Regions from separate parts of the Mus musculus genome. Here regions 1, 3, 4 and 5 are each linked to region 2. The links are chromatin contacts, called in public HiChIP or PLAC-seq maps. All regions are on one chromosome and are shown on one strand. Each heading gives the region's core, a stretch centred on a gene start, on an enhancer-like site or on the middle of the called end of the contact. The rest is flanking DNA. Distances are from core to core; before and after follow the strand shown.

Region 1 (2,700 bases), core at 201-2,700, 400 kb before region 2:
TCACACACTCATCCAAGAACAGAGATGCACTAGTCTGTATTTCCTTTTCCTCATCACAGGGCACTCTGGAACTTCAGCCACCCCAAGTATTAGCTTTCTGATTTTTTTTCATAAGAGATGTGACTCAAATCTGGGTATAAACAGAGAAGAATCATTACTTAGAAGGGACGGGGCTGGCAGAAAAAGAGCAGCTGTGATGTTCACCCAGTTCATAAGTAAATACTCGAGACAAACTATCACCTCAGGCAGCCTGGAATTGTGTGAGTCTGAAGATTAGAGGCTCATTGCTGGCTTCTTGCCTGTCCACTGTGGCTAGCGAAAAAGCAGGATCATTTGGCCAACGTGCTTGTGAGAGAGGATCTGTGGGAACCCTGGGAAGACAGCAAGCCACAGCAGCGGCTTCCTTCCTTGTACAGCTTCTGATGAGGAGAAAGCTTTTAAACTACACACTGCTGCTGTGTGGGGAGCTGCGGCTTCTGCTTTCATTTTCTTTTAACGGGTCTGCTCCTCGTTTGTCTCTTGGCTGTCTTTGCAAAACTGTTTTTTTGTTTTTTTCATTGTTGGTAGTTTTTAAAAAATGTTTATTCCATTCCTTCTGATATAATTTGCCATAATAACCTGCAATTGCATACTACTTTCCTGATTATACTGCATGTACATAATTTCATTTGAGCTTCACAGCTTTGAGACTGACAGAAGCTAAGAGATGTGCATGGGGGTCTCGCAGGAGAGCCACACTCCAGATTCTTCAGCCCAGGTCTCCTCATTGACAGCTGCCTGTGTTTCTGATAATCTGCTGGCTCCCTTCAGCTGAAGTGATTACAGCTATCTTTTGCAGAAATGCTCATAAGGTGCTGTACTTTAATTAAAATGTATCGTTTGGAAGCCGGGCGTGGTGGTGCACACCTTTAATCCCAGTACTCGGGAGACAGAGGCAGGCGGATTTCTGAGTTCAAGGCCAGCCTGGTCTACAAAGTGAGTTCCAGGACAGCCAGGGCTACACAGAGAAACCCTGTCTAGGGAGAAAAGAAATTAAAAAGAAAAAGAAAAGAATGTATCATTTGGTCAGGTCAGTAGAAGGATCAACCCCTTTGGATGAACCAGGAAACTAAGCCCAGACAAATTAGTATTTCCCAAGATTGCCCAGTTTGTGGATGGTAAGCATAGACTGTGAACCCAGGTTTGGCTGCTTGACCACTGAGCTCTTGTTTACTAAGTTTTTAGCTACCAGTTCCCTGCTGCACAAAATGTACTGGGCATTACAATGGACTCACATAGAATCCAAGGCTCTTTCCCAAGAGTTCTGGATTCAGCAGGCCTGGGTGATCCTGAGATCTGTGCAGTTCCCTGGTACCACAGGTGATACAAGTGGCAGGGACAACACTTGGTGGAATGGTATGAACCACTCTGTCTCCCTTGCCTAGTCACACTGACTCACTATTAGTGAGTCATCTTATGTGGTGAGGGAAGACTTCAAATAACATTCCATAGCATATCTGAAATGGGGTTATATTCTGTACCTTATTCAGTACAACTCTAGGAAGAAAACTATTATACCTATTGCATGGTACTGGCTTCCAGGTTAAAGTCAGGGTCATGTCGTTTTTATTGCACATTTTCTGTGGAGCCACTTAGAAAGGCTCTTCTATCTCCTGCATCATTACCTCTGGAGTGTGGACTGTAATGCCACAAAGGGGAGACAACTGGTTTACCAGCTGAAGCTGCAAATTCTCTGAAAGCAGTTGATACCTCTCCTGTCTCACTGTGTGTGTGTGTGTGTGTGTGTGTGTGTGTGTGTTTTAAGTTGTATGTGATTATAGCATGTCTTACATCTCCTGACTTAATAAGATGAACTGGTCTACTTTAGAAGATTGTCTCCCCACTTGACCTATAAAGTCTGTCTCCCCCACCTCTAACCAATGGTAGCGACTACTCCGTTCTCCGGCCCCGTCGTTATATGCTGTCACAAGTGTTATGAAAATGGAGCAATGTAGTGTGTACCCTTTAGAGGGTGGCTTTGGACTCGGCATTAGCATCCTCGAGGTCCTTGTGTACTTAAGTAGTTTGATCCGTGTTCTTTTACTTCATTATGTTTTATTCATCTGAGAAGTGATCTAGGCTATGTGTATACCACAATCTTGCCTCATTCATACTTGGAAGGGTATCCAGTGTATACATTTGTGGACAGTTCTCCTATGTAAAAATGCCTTCATTTCTCTGGGATAAATGCCTAAGTACAGTGCTGGGTCATATGAAAAGTCCATTTTTAGTTTGAGAAGGAACTGCCAGATTGTCCCCAAAACAGCCTTACCATTTTCCTCTCATTGTAGCCCCCAAGGAAGAGCTCTTGTTTTTCTTGTTTTCCATGTTTCTATCTGTGCTTGTTCTCATGTGTCCTCTTAGATCATACACTGTCCTGCAGGGAGCAAGTGGCACCTCCTTGTGTTTTGGGTTGATTTCCGTTCCTTCAATGACTAACGATACTCAGTATCTTCCTGTGTTCTTCTTGGTGCTTTATTCATTTTCTTTGGGAAAAATATCAGTTCAAATTGTTAGCCCATGTTTACATTGGATTCTCTTATTGTTGTATCAGAAGTGTTTTTTCCATAGTCTAGACCAGTGTTTCTCAACCTGTGGGCCTCAAACCCTTCGGAGGTCACATATAATATACTTGCATTATAATTTACAACAGTAGCAAAA
Region 2 (2,700 bases), core at 163-2,662:
CTGGGAAAGTAAAGAGAGACAACAGTAACAAATGACGATAAAGCAGAGGTAAACAAGGACCCTCAGAGATGGAGATTCAAATAGATCAGACACATTAAAAAAATTACACACACACACACACACACACATACATACATAATTCAGCTATTCCACTCTGAAATCAACTGAAACACATTCCCATACAAAAAAATCCATTAAAAAATTTTTGTCATTATTTACAAATTCGTTCATACAGATGAACGAATGCAAAGGCTGCCACGTAGTCACTCAACAAATTAGCAAGAGAAAAAAATAACATAAGTATATGCTGAAAGAACCTGGACCAATAGAGCTCACATGCTATGTGATTCTTATCACATACAACTGGAAAAACACTAACACTGGCTCCCTGGGGATGGAGGCAAACATGCCACGGGATGCAAGGAAACTTCTTGGATAACACTTGTTTTCACTCTTGCAACTATGATAAGGTCACAAGTATATTCCTAAACATATGCCATAACTTTACATTTGCACAGCTTACTGTAGTCTAGTTAAGTCTAGAAAGGGGTTACACTATTGTCTGAATTCTTCAGCTTCGGGGCATCTCCTTCAGGAGAAATTTTGCTCTAAAATTTTTAAAGTAATTTTAAAAAGCAAGTACAGCGTGATCCATTTGAACTTTGAAAAGCACGATGGGGTTGGGGGACAGATATGCTTGTGACACTTCTAGCGGTAATGAGCATAGCTAGTATAGGAGTCGCCTGGGGTGGGGGAGAGACGCATGCTGGGTAACAGTTCTGGGGAAAATAGGGGTGACCATGTCTGGAATCGCTCATGTCAGATGGCAGACTCATGCTGGGGACATTGGCATAACGGGGTGTCCACCCGTCGTAACCCTGAGCAAGAGATAGATGCACGGTGGGGACTTTGGGTATAAGGGGGTGTGTCCATGCCTGAGGGTTTTCCAGGGCGTGAGACAGACACATACTGGGAACCAAGGGTGTAAAGCAGGATGGCCAGCCTGAGGTCTTCCAGGTATGGGGTAAGGAGGAGGTGGGACCTCCACACCTGCGGCCTCTCAGGGCAAGGGGATACACGCTGAGGACCTGGGGTGTAGAGGCGACCCGGCCACCCTGAGGTCGCCCGCGGAGGCCCGCTTTCACCAGCTCTGTCACCCCAGGCGCCCACCTGCATGTTCCTGAGCAGCTGGAAGATCTCCATGGTGCGGTACACGATGTCCTGCACGGTCTCCTGCCCGATGCGGCACAGCGTGGCCGTGTTGACCTCGCGCGCGGCCTGCTGAGCCTGCGGGCCGCCGAAGGGCCCGGACGCCATGCCCGTGGGCGCCAGCGGAGGGGTGGACATGGCACCCCCGGCGGCTCGGGTCCGGCGCGAGCCCACTCGGCCGATTTCAAAAAAGCGGCGCCACTTCCGCCCGCCGCGATGCAAGCGCTGTACCGGAAGACTGGCGCCTCGCGGAGCCTGACGCGATTGGGCTCCGCAGTTGGGAACGGTAAGACAGACAGGAAATTACCCAATCAGAAGTAGAGTTCTGCCCAGGGGGCGGTACCAGTGATAGATGGGGTGGGCTTTCCCAGAGTTCTGTCTGTGCCCTAAGTTGTGTGTCTGGCTGGTTCTCTGCTTCTGTTGGGTTCTTGCAGAGCATTCTTTCTCATAACAAACCTATGAGACATGTCTAATTACAGATAGGATGCAGGTTCAGAGGGCTTGAACTAGTTGTTGCACTGGCAATCTTCTGTTCAAAGTCAGAAAACATGATTTCTGTTCTTGTACGCTTCTGGGTAACAAGAAACCCACCACCAGGATTGCTTTTGTTCCCTGTTTGAGTATTTTCCAAGTTCCTCTAAGTAATACACCTGTAGACATGCACTACTTTCTGATTGTGAAACTCCAGTAATAATCCCTCCCCAATGTACATCTGAAATTGCAGCCCCAGATACTTCTCTGCATTTCCCATACATGTCTACAAAATATTAATATGTAAATTAGACACAGTAAGACATTAATGGTAATGTAAATATAGCAATATATTACAGTTACTCCTAACTTGACTGTGCTAACTATTCCTAACTATGCTGTGCCCAGGATAGAAATAGCATAGTAAAAAGTTCAGTAGAAGCTGCCCTCATAGAGAATAAACATTAATTACTGTGATGACTGTGTTAGGATGAGAGCCCAAGGTCCTGACGTCAGGGTGCTCTTTAGTGGACCTTGTACAAGATGAAGGGAGTAAATCTGGGTCTTAAAAATAGATGAAAATGGAGCACTAATTACACCCAAATTGTAGCTTTGGAGACCCAGAAGCCATCACCAACACTTGAGGGAATGCTTTTATTATGGTGAGTATTGGGAAATATGATAGAAGACAGGTAAACAATGGAGGATCTAAAACCATGTAAGGACACTCTGACTGAGCGACAAAGCACATCATAGAAGTGTTTCAAGGAGACAGATCTAAACGTGAAATCTTCAGGACAGATTTAACTGGCTGTTCAGTGGAGAGAGGCTGGTGAATGGTGAGTGCTGCTTCCCTCCTCTTGAAGTTATTGATGCAGATGATCTGAATTAGTGAAGGACTCAGTGGGCGACTTGTTAGCGAAAATCTACAGAACCTGATGTTGTTATAGATGGGTGCATCTGGAGAAGAAGGAATAAAGAGAGCACCTACTTGTGACCTGAATAAATGGTGGAGCTTCT
Region 3 (2,700 bases), core at 196-2,695, 500 kb before region 2:
CACCAGAATAGGAGTGTAGCCTGGACCATCTCAAGCACTGCTGTGAAATTCCTCCCCTTTATTTGGGAAGCAAAGGCTTCCTTGAAACCCTTCCCTGTACCAACATTCACAAAGCCTGCCCTAGGCTTCTCTTAGCAGTCTCAAGTCAAGTATCTCATTTTATTGCTTCAATATCTTTGTTGGCTCCGAATCTGGGTTGTTCTTATCTCTTGCCCAAGATGGCTGCCTTAGGCAGTTGACTCAGGAATTACACTGTAATTAAAGAAATGTAGGGGTTCCCCTACCTGCCTCACCTTGTTTCCCCAGCTATGTGCGTGGTGAAGAGTCCTTTACACCCAGATTCAGGCGGCGCCAAGGAATTGATTTTCTAGGAATTTGTTGTTCGTTTACCTGTGTTTCATTTCAGTTGAGCACTTGTGATAGCAGTTGGAGAATGAGAGTTTGGTGTAGGGACTGAAAGCTGCAGGAGTTGGTCATGATCAGACCTTTCCCTAAGTTGTGAAGAAATGAAGTGGATGATAGAAAATGCGTGGGGAGCATGCATCTCGGTTTCATTCATTTCACATGAAAGGAGTACATTTTACTCAATTTGAACCTAAACATTTAACTTACTGAGTGCTAACTTTTATATTAGCTTACAACCAAATTGTGCTTAACCCTGAAGCTTTGAGATGGTCTCCCAGAGAAAGAGAGTATCAGCTTGTGTTCCCAGGGTGGAATAGGGACATGCTTCTGGTCTAGATTTGCCATAGATTCCTAGACTCCTCCTTTGCTATAGATTCCTAGACTCTACCACTACCTTTCATGCCCGACTCAGTGCAGTTTCCATTATCTGTATTAGGAAGAACCAGCAGGTCATTATTATAAACCTGGGCTTTGGAACTCAACCAGACTGGGTCCATTCAGTTCTTTCCCCTATTCTCTCTGACCTCTGTTGTCCTTAACTGTGAGATGTGGAGATGAAATAAAATAGTGGAAGGTGCTGACCTGTGTTTGCTTAAGAAAGGAGGCTGGTATCGGAGGGAAGGACGATGGTGATGATAGCTGTGCCTGCGGTAGCATTTCCTCTGCCTAGGTTTTTGTTTGTAGAAAGGTGAGCATAGGAGGGAGAGTGAGGCTGGGGAAGAAGGCGTGGGTCAGTAGGGACCTTTGCACCAGGCATGGAACTCTCTGTCTTCTACAGAAATTGCCACCTGTCCCTTACCAGCACTTCCTGATGACTGCAACTCTGAAAAGAAGGTAGCCCCCTTCCTTGCCATTTCCCCCTTCCCATTCATAAGTGACCAGTTTCCAGCTGCCAGGAAAGCTAATTGGAGGAGACGGTGAATATTAGCCCTCTTCATAGTTCAAATGTGAAGCTGTTGTTCAGTGGTTCACATCCTCCTTGTTGGTCACATATCAAATATCTTGCACATCAGGTATTTACATTATGATTCATAACAGTAGTAAAACTAGAGTTATGAAATAGCAATGAATTGACTTTCTGGTTGCAGGGGGGTCATCACAACACTAGGAACTGTATTAAATGTTACAGCTTTGAGAAGGTTGTGAACCACTGTTCCAGTAGTTGTGCCTCAGCTAAGATAGAACTAGACTACCTAGGAAAATAGAGGGTAGTAGCTGGAAGTCAGTGAGATAAATCCACACTGTTGCTTGTTCTTTGGGGTTTCTGTAAGGAGACCTGCTTGTGGAGGCAAATAAGAATGCCATTTAGCAGACATAGTGAGTAAAAGACTTGTCAAGGAACACAGTGTACTTGGGCAGAAGAGGAATTGATCTTAAAGTGAATAATTTAAGCCCGTAAATTATATTGTCTTGGTTAGGACAGCTGAGCAAAGTTCCCAGTTTCCTTTGGAAGGACTGCAAAGAATATTTGTGGGTACAGAGGAAATGCTCAATAAATATTTATTGGTTTTTTTTTTGCTTAATTTTTACTATTTATTTATTTATTTATTTAGTCTTTCAAGACAGGGTTTCTCTGTATAGCCCTGACTATCCTGGAATTCACTCTGTAGACCAAGCTAACCTTGAACTCAGAGATCCACCTGCCTCTGTCTCACGAGTGTTGGGAATAAAGGCCCGGGCCACCACTCCCAGCGGAACAAATATTTGTTAACTAAATACCATGAAATTTGTGTTTCTCTAATACGGCATTTGAGGAATCTGATTCTCTGTTATTGCTACCTTAATTTGAAGAGCAAGTTAGCAACAGAGATATAATATAATGCTGTTGGAATAGAAGGCCAGACCACCTTAACTCCAACTTGAGAAAGTCGTTTTGATGACTTAGTTTCTGCTTGAGCTTATGTGTAACCAGCTTCAGTGCCCGTTGTTTCCAAAGCTTTGGTGGTGTACAAGGACGCGGTGACTCCTGTATTCAAGTGTGAACTGAGGCTCGGTTTCGGGTCTTTTGCTAGTCCAGTTACTTTTAGGAGGCTTAGGGTCATGTGTAGAACTGCGATAATGTAGCTCAGCATATCTTTTTTATGTTCATATCAATGATGCTTCACTCTTTGCCAACTCCCATGTCCATGTGTAATTTCAACTTCTGGATATTATTTATGAAATGAAAACACTGCGCACAAAGGACTTTGTACCTGAGGGAAGTTCTGAAACTTTCCCTCTTTAGACTCCATTTAACCTAGTCCCCAAGTCTTCAAATATAAATACGTGTGCCTATAAGCAAAAAGCCTTAACAGG
Region 4 (2,700 bases), core at 30-2,529, 450 kb before region 2:
CTAGAGATCAGCACCTCTGAAATAAACAAAAGTATGTCTGGACATGGAATTCTCCATCTTCAAATTGCCACGTGGAAAGTGATAGTTTTTTCCTTAAATGTATACTTTCCTGACTCCTCAGTTCCAAAGGTGGCATCATCAAAACAAACAAACCAACCAACCAACCAACCAACCAACCACAACCCTCTGACAGCAGATAAACTTTGATTTCCCTTGAATTTCATTCATCTCTCTGCTTCTTGCAAACACAGGCCTGGTGTACCTTGGAGGTATGATCTGCAGCCTCCTCTGTTCGTTGTGTAGGATTCGTTGACTTATGGAGCATTTGAACACAAGCTCCCTGTGTTGCCCAGTAGGAACCCACTTGATCCTTTCCAAAGCCACTCTTGTGGAGCTTGTGATGTTCAATGAACACGTTAACAAGCTGTCACTGTGACTTTGTCACCAGGCAAATCTCAGAGCATCTCCAGGCTCATTTTGCCTAATTATTTATACATACAGATTTCAGTCCCTCTTACTGGGCTTAGTCAGACCTGTGCAGGTTATCAAGTATGGCAAGATATGTCATGAATGCTTTGCCATTAAAACTGGTCACTTCTGTCTTGGGGTCCCGCTAATCTTAAAGTGAATAGCAGAAAATTTTATTTATTTATTTTTTAAGCTTTGGAAGTTACAAAATTTGTTCCTTGAAACAACTTACCTTTGAATGTTTGCCAGTGTGAACCTAACACCTAGCCCTGTCAGTTTAAAATGTGTGTGCCTGTATTTGAACAGAGAATGTAAATTTAATCCTAGTAGGTGCCTATTCTGAAAACCATCTTCTCTCCAGTGTAAATGTGCACTTATCAGAACAGAACAAATGTATTCAAAAACAGGAGAGTAAATGGCCTTTTTGATTCAGATTGCCTCTACACTCTCCCCCTCCCCTCCCCCATCATAGTGAAAGCTTTATTATCAATCCCTTCATTTTCTTCCAGCTTTAGATTTGGAGGGCAGAACAGGAAAACATTTGGGGGCCAGTTGTTTTGAATCAAAACAAATCAAGAACTGGCAAAAAACAGTCGTTTCCTGGCTCTCTGCTGATCTGATTGGTGTCATTTCCCCAGCTCAGGAGAGCTGTGTTTGCTCATCTTTCGTTTGCTTCTGCAGATTGGTGTTAGTGGGTGATGTAAAAACCCTCTAACGTATTAAATGGCAGTGAGGTAACACAGAACTGGAGCCCCTGACTGCCTGGCCTTGTTTTAGGGATTTCCCCTTCACATACATCTCTGCTTGACAAGGACAGACAGGGTGTTTTTCGGTGGCTTCCTAGGCTGGCATAGGAAGTGTCTGGTGGCCCACTTCCTGTGTCACATTGTTCACACATTTGACAAAACCCAGAAAAAAAAGGCAGCGGCAAGGGAAGTTAGGCTTCACTTTGCCATGAAGGCATAATTACATAAGAGTGGCATCTAAAAGTGCCAGACATGGTCTTGGAGCAACCACAATTCTGATCAGTGGGCTGAATTTCTGAGAATACCACTACCCGTGGCTTTGAAGTCCCTAACTCTGTCTAACCACTCAGTTTGCAAGATTGGAACAAGAAAAGTGGTGAGTTTGCAAACCTTAGTCACAGGACAATATTTGGGACAGTGTGCCTGGGATCTCTCAGAGGCACAGGCACATTCCTTCATTCCCCACCCCAACATGGAGCCGTTTTATGGAGCTACATCTTGCCTCAGCTTCTCTCAGCTTCTGAGTGGGTACAGTTCCAGATGTGTGCCCCCATGCCCTGCTCTGTGTCTTCTGACATGAAGGTCATCAGACAGAGTCTCTGGTTGGGGCATAAAGGCCTGGGTGCATACTGCTAACTTGAAGCCTTGCTTCTTAAAGAGTCCTGGACATTCTGCATGTGTCCTTTTTCTCTGTAAGATAGGAGAGTAGGGCACAGCAGCTGCTACCTAAAGACCATGTGTGGAACCAAATAACTCAGTACACACCTGTAAGGTCTGTACTGATGAGTTTGAAGCTCAAAGGTCTTTACAGTTCAAGATCATGTATCTAAGAGGATACAAAACAAACTTCAGGGCTAGGAAAATAGCTCAGTGGGAGGATGTTTGTCTAGCATGCCTGAGACCCTGGGTTCAATCCCCAGTACTAGAAAATTAACTAACTAATAAAATAAAAAATTTTTAAAAATCCACAAAAGTAAAGAACACAAACTCAACCCAATGAATACAAAAACCAAACACATGAACACACATGAAGTCACATTATGGAATCCCTTCCTCACTTTGTTTTTTTAGATGACATTTACTGTTATTTATAAATTTGATATAAAAATAATAATAACATTCCTTTACAATAAATCATGGTTAGTAGTATCTCATAAAAAGCCTTCTGTGCTATGTTCATGCACACAGAGCAAGCACAATTGAGGCTTGAAAAGGCTCGTGACCCTCTTGGAAAGGTGGATCTGGGATTGAAACATGTCTGCTGTTGGGCTGTAGCTCCTTAGCCAGTGAGACTTACAGAGATGGTTAACAGTTGTTGGCTGAGATCATACGAGGGGTGGGTACCTAGCACAGGTTTAGGGCACAGGCAAGCAGCACAGCAGACAGCTTATGGATGAAACAGTCCAGTGGAGTGGGCCTTTAGGTTTCTCCCTTTTCAGTAAGATTGTCACACCCTATGTTAGGTGACCACCAGCCATGGTTGAAA
Region 5 (2,700 bases), core at 188-2,687, 510 kb before region 2:
TATCTATTAGATTATTGTGACGAGACCTATCCTATTCTGATGATCTGGAGCCTTCAGAAGGTACTACATATGTCCTGCAGATAAGGATTGACATGGGCTGGAGCATCTCCTTGCTTTTAAAAAGGGAGAGAGTGGACAAGAAAGTCAGGTGTCCTCTGATAGCAGAGACTAGCTTTTAACTGAGGGCAATATGCAAACAGAGACCTAAGGAATTCTGCCACACCATTCCTAGACCGAGACCCATAGCTCCAAAGGACAACACAATTTTAACTATACCTTGTGCAATCCTGGGTGGTAGAGTCAGCCAAATTGTGTCTGTGAGCCAACAGTCAGTGGGTGGTCTTTCCAGTTGCTCTGTTTATGGTAATTGATTACCTTGGTGATAAAAACAAAACGTGTGAATTCTACCGTCTAGTTGTTGGATATGTTGGATGATGGGGGCTGGGGGTGGCAGCGGGTAGTGGTCATCAAGCTAGAAAGGGGCCCAGGAGATGGGGAAAAACAGAGGCTATAAGGGAAGCCATGTGAGCAATACAAGGGCCATTGCTGAGGGTTGAGGATGATAGTGGGGCAGGGGCAGGGCCATGCCGATGGGAGGACAAAGAATCAACCGAGTCTGAGTATGTATGAAAATGCCATATGCAAACCTGTTGCTCTGCATGCCATTTAAATCTTAAAAATTACAGAGACTATAAAGTTCTTCCTTTAAAAGGATCTGTTTACAGTTTCTGTAAGTGCAGAGAGCCGGTCAGTGCCAACCAGGAGGAACTATCAGCGTTGCTTGCCTTGCTCCTTAGGGACCCAGTGAAATGAATAGATAAAAAGGTTTTGTAATTAGTAGATCAACTGTTTATAAATTAATGGGTAGCTCCAAAGTACTACAGGGGACCCAAAATAGTTTCTGCCAAGTGTTTTATCTATTCTTGGAATGGCCTTATTCATGCATTATAATTTGCTTAGCCGTTCGTCCTCCATAGACAGCACAAAGATTAGTTACAACCTCCTCTCCTTTGAATACTGTAGTTTCCTTATTAGTAAAGTCAAACCTGATAACTTTTAAAAACAAACAAACAAACAACGGCAGCAGTTTAAAAACAAAAACCCATTTAGGAACATTATGATGTCTGCAGACATTTTCCTACGGACATAATACTCTTTAAGTCTGTTCACATCCTCATGGCTTCACTCTTGAGGCGTAGGCTCACCCAGCCTCTGGATAGAAGACACCATATTTGGGCAGTCAATAAACCTGCAAATGGTCCCTTGAAAAGGAAGCTACTGATGGATCTGGCTTTTCCATGAATGACAGCATAGCCACAGACAGCAGAGGACCGCTTCCTGGCCCACAGCAAACACCACCCTGCTGTGCAGTCCCTGCATGGGGCTGCCCTCCCAGCAGGGATGTGTGTTTCCCCGGGTGCCTGAGGACTGCAGCTTGGCCTTTTTGTTTACAGGAGAGAGGACAGTGACCTCTGTCTTCCAGCTGCTGTGAATGAAAACAGTGTTGGAGAACCAGAGTGAAGTTTCCACTTTACGAGTCACTGAGGGGGGAGGGGGGAAGGAATGGGCAATCTGGGTGGGGGTGGGGCATATTCTCAACCTTCCCTAGTGAAAGAGTGGGTGGGATAAAGTTCAGACCTTTGGATTAGAACACAGATGATGGGAAAGTGGAAAGAGACTAGTTCTTCAGCAAACTTTCTGGGCAGGCTTTCCATATATTGAGTTTGGAAGAGAAACAGAAAAGGCATACACACAGTTTGTAAGGACTTACTTTTTCAAACAGTGGCATTAATTGTGTACGCTTAGGGATGGGATTCTCCTCTCTCAAGGTCTCTCCCGAAGAGAAACAGCTGCTCATTAGCTAGCTTAGTGTGACTTAAAATCTGGAGGCTGTTCAGCACTGCTGTGTGGCTGTTTCTCAAGTTTTGCTTGGTGGTAACCGTCAAAGAGAAGCTCCTGTCCAGGGTCAGGGAATATGGACGGGGTGGATCCCTCCTGGGTCACCACCTCCTGCCAGGAAGCAAGCTGTGTGGAAGCAAGCAGTGGAAGCTTGCCAAAAAGACATCCTGATCTCGGCACTCCTGGAGCTTGCAAATACCAATTATTTTCAATTGAAAGTTAAATGCATAATTGTATACTGTAACCTTATCATTAGAAATTTGCAACGTTACCGATGACACAGACAGGGTACAGTGATTCAAAAATACCTGGGTTAGTCAGAGAGGCAGTGGTTTTAAGCTCTGACAATTCAAGAAGGTCTCCGAGGTGGTAGCTTTTGAACGGAGACAGAAAATCAGGATGAATCGGCCATGTGAGGAGATGGGGGTAGAGTTGTTCCAAATAGGCTGGATGTAGGCAGATGTAGACCAAGAGGTCAACAGGAACTCTCTGCACATGATCCTTATGACCCTCCTCTTTTCTTCATTCTTCTTGTTTGTTTTTGTTCGTTTGTTTGTTTTTTTAATTTCTTAGATTTATTTTTATTATTTTATGTGTATGAGTGTTTTGACTGCATGTGTGCACCGCTTTCTAGCTTGGTGCACGAGGAAGTGGTGAGCCTCCGTGTAGGTGCCTGGAATCAAACCCTGGTCTTTCTCAACAAGTGCCCCTAAGTGCTGAGCCAACTCTCCATCCCAGATCCACAGGATCTTTCTTCTCTAAGGTTACTTTAGAGCCCAGGTACAAGGGAGACATGGAGGT

Evidence for each region. HiChIP or PLAC-seq counts read pairs in DNA pulled down with a chosen protein or histone mark.
Region 1: an HNF4G HiChIP or PLAC-seq map of pancreatic cancer cells shows a contact between it and region 2. The contact joins the enhancer-like site here to the promoter of Med30 in region 2. A contact is called at or near these places in 3 of 39 promoter capture datasets (the 3T3-L1 cell line, 3T3-L1-derived adipocytes and stem cell-derived epiblast-like cells), 1 of 15 datasets of contacts at CTCF or cohesin (the NIH/3T3 cell line), 4 of 484 Hi-C or Micro-C datasets (CD4 T cells, muscle stem cells and uterus), 7 of 115 datasets of contacts at active chromatin or transcription factors (embryonic forebrain, embryonic stem cells, extraembryonic endoderm stem cells and 4 more) and 2 of 9 other capture datasets (adipose tissue and liver).
Region 3: a contact with region 2 is called in a FOXA1 HiChIP or PLAC-seq map of pancreatic cancer cells. The contact joins the enhancer-like site here to the promoter of Med30 in region 2. A contact is called at or near these places in 3 of 39 promoter capture datasets (the 3T3-L1 cell line, 3T3-L1-derived adipocytes and liver), 1 of 484 Hi-C or Micro-C datasets (CD4 T cells), 1 of 115 datasets of contacts at active chromatin or transcription factors (pancreatic cancer cells) and 2 of 9 other capture datasets (adipose tissue and liver).
Region 4: an H3K27ac HiChIP or PLAC-seq map of regulatory T cell precursor shows a contact between it and region 2, with 4 times the contacts expected there. The contact joins the enhancer-like site here to the promoter of Med30 in region 2. A contact is called at or near these places in 3 of 39 promoter capture datasets (the 3T3-L1 cell line and frontonasal cranial neural crest) and 4 of 115 datasets of contacts at active chromatin or transcription factors (astrocytes, large pre-B cells, memory CD8 T cells and 1 more).
Region 5: a contact with region 2 is called in a FOXA1 HiChIP or PLAC-seq map of pancreatic cancer cells. The contact joins the enhancer-like site here to the promoter of Med30 in region 2. A contact is called at or near these places in 10 of 39 promoter capture datasets (the 3T3-L1 cell line, 3T3-L1-derived adipocytes, the C10 cell line and 5 more), 1 of 484 Hi-C or Micro-C datasets (CD4 T cells), 4 of 115 datasets of contacts at active chromatin or transcription factors (astrocytes, embryonic forebrain, embryonic limb bud and 1 more) and 1 of 9 other capture datasets (liver).

Annotation. Positions count from the first base shown.
Region 1 is chr15:53,111,656-53,114,355 of GRCm38.p6, reverse strand. The region is part of intron 1 of Ext1 (exostosin glycosyltransferase 1); the gene reads left to right. Among named protein-coding and RNA genes, the nearest start is that of Gm41323, 180 kb to the right of the region's middle. Within about 2 kb of position 1,450, at least 114 of the 459 cell types and tissues checked have an H3K27ac peak or open chromatin away from gene starts, as enhancers often do. A contact at or near this core is called in the NIH/3T3 cell line, adipose tissue, liver and 4 more, where this site is marked.
Region 2 is chr15:52,711,157-52,713,856 of GRCm38.p6, reverse strand. It overlaps Med30 (mediator complex subunit 30), which reads right to left and starts at 1,412. Exons shown (of 4, transcript NM_027212.2): 1 at 1,171-1,412. The coding sequence starts at 1,347.
Region 3 is chr15:53,206,351-53,209,050 of GRCm38.p6, reverse strand. The region is part of intron 1 of Ext1 (exostosin glycosyltransferase 1); the gene reads left to right. Among named protein-coding and RNA genes, the nearest start is that of Ext1, 140 kb to the left of the region's middle. Within about 2 kb of position 1,445, at least 31 of the 459 cell types and tissues checked have an H3K27ac peak or open chromatin away from gene starts, as enhancers often do. A contact at or near this core is called in pancreatic cancer cells, where this site is marked.
Region 4 is chr15:53,156,045-53,158,744 of GRCm38.p6, reverse strand. All of the region lies in intron 1 of Ext1 (exostosin glycosyltransferase 1), which reads left to right. Among named protein-coding and RNA genes, the nearest start is that of Ext1, 190 kb to the left of the region's middle. Within about 2 kb of position 1,279, at least 70 of the 459 cell types and tissues checked have an H3K27ac peak or open chromatin away from gene starts, as enhancers often do. A contact at or near this core is called in memory CD8 T cells and regulatory T cell precursor, where this site is marked.
Region 5 is chr15:53,223,073-53,225,772 of GRCm38.p6, reverse strand. The region is part of intron 1 of Ext1 (exostosin glycosyltransferase 1); the gene reads left to right. Among named protein-coding and RNA genes, the nearest start is that of Ext1, 120 kb to the left of the region's middle. Within about 2 kb of position 1,437, at least 100 of the 459 cell types and tissues checked have an H3K27ac peak or open chromatin away from gene starts, as enhancers often do. A contact at or near this core is called in liver and pancreatic cancer cells, where this site is marked.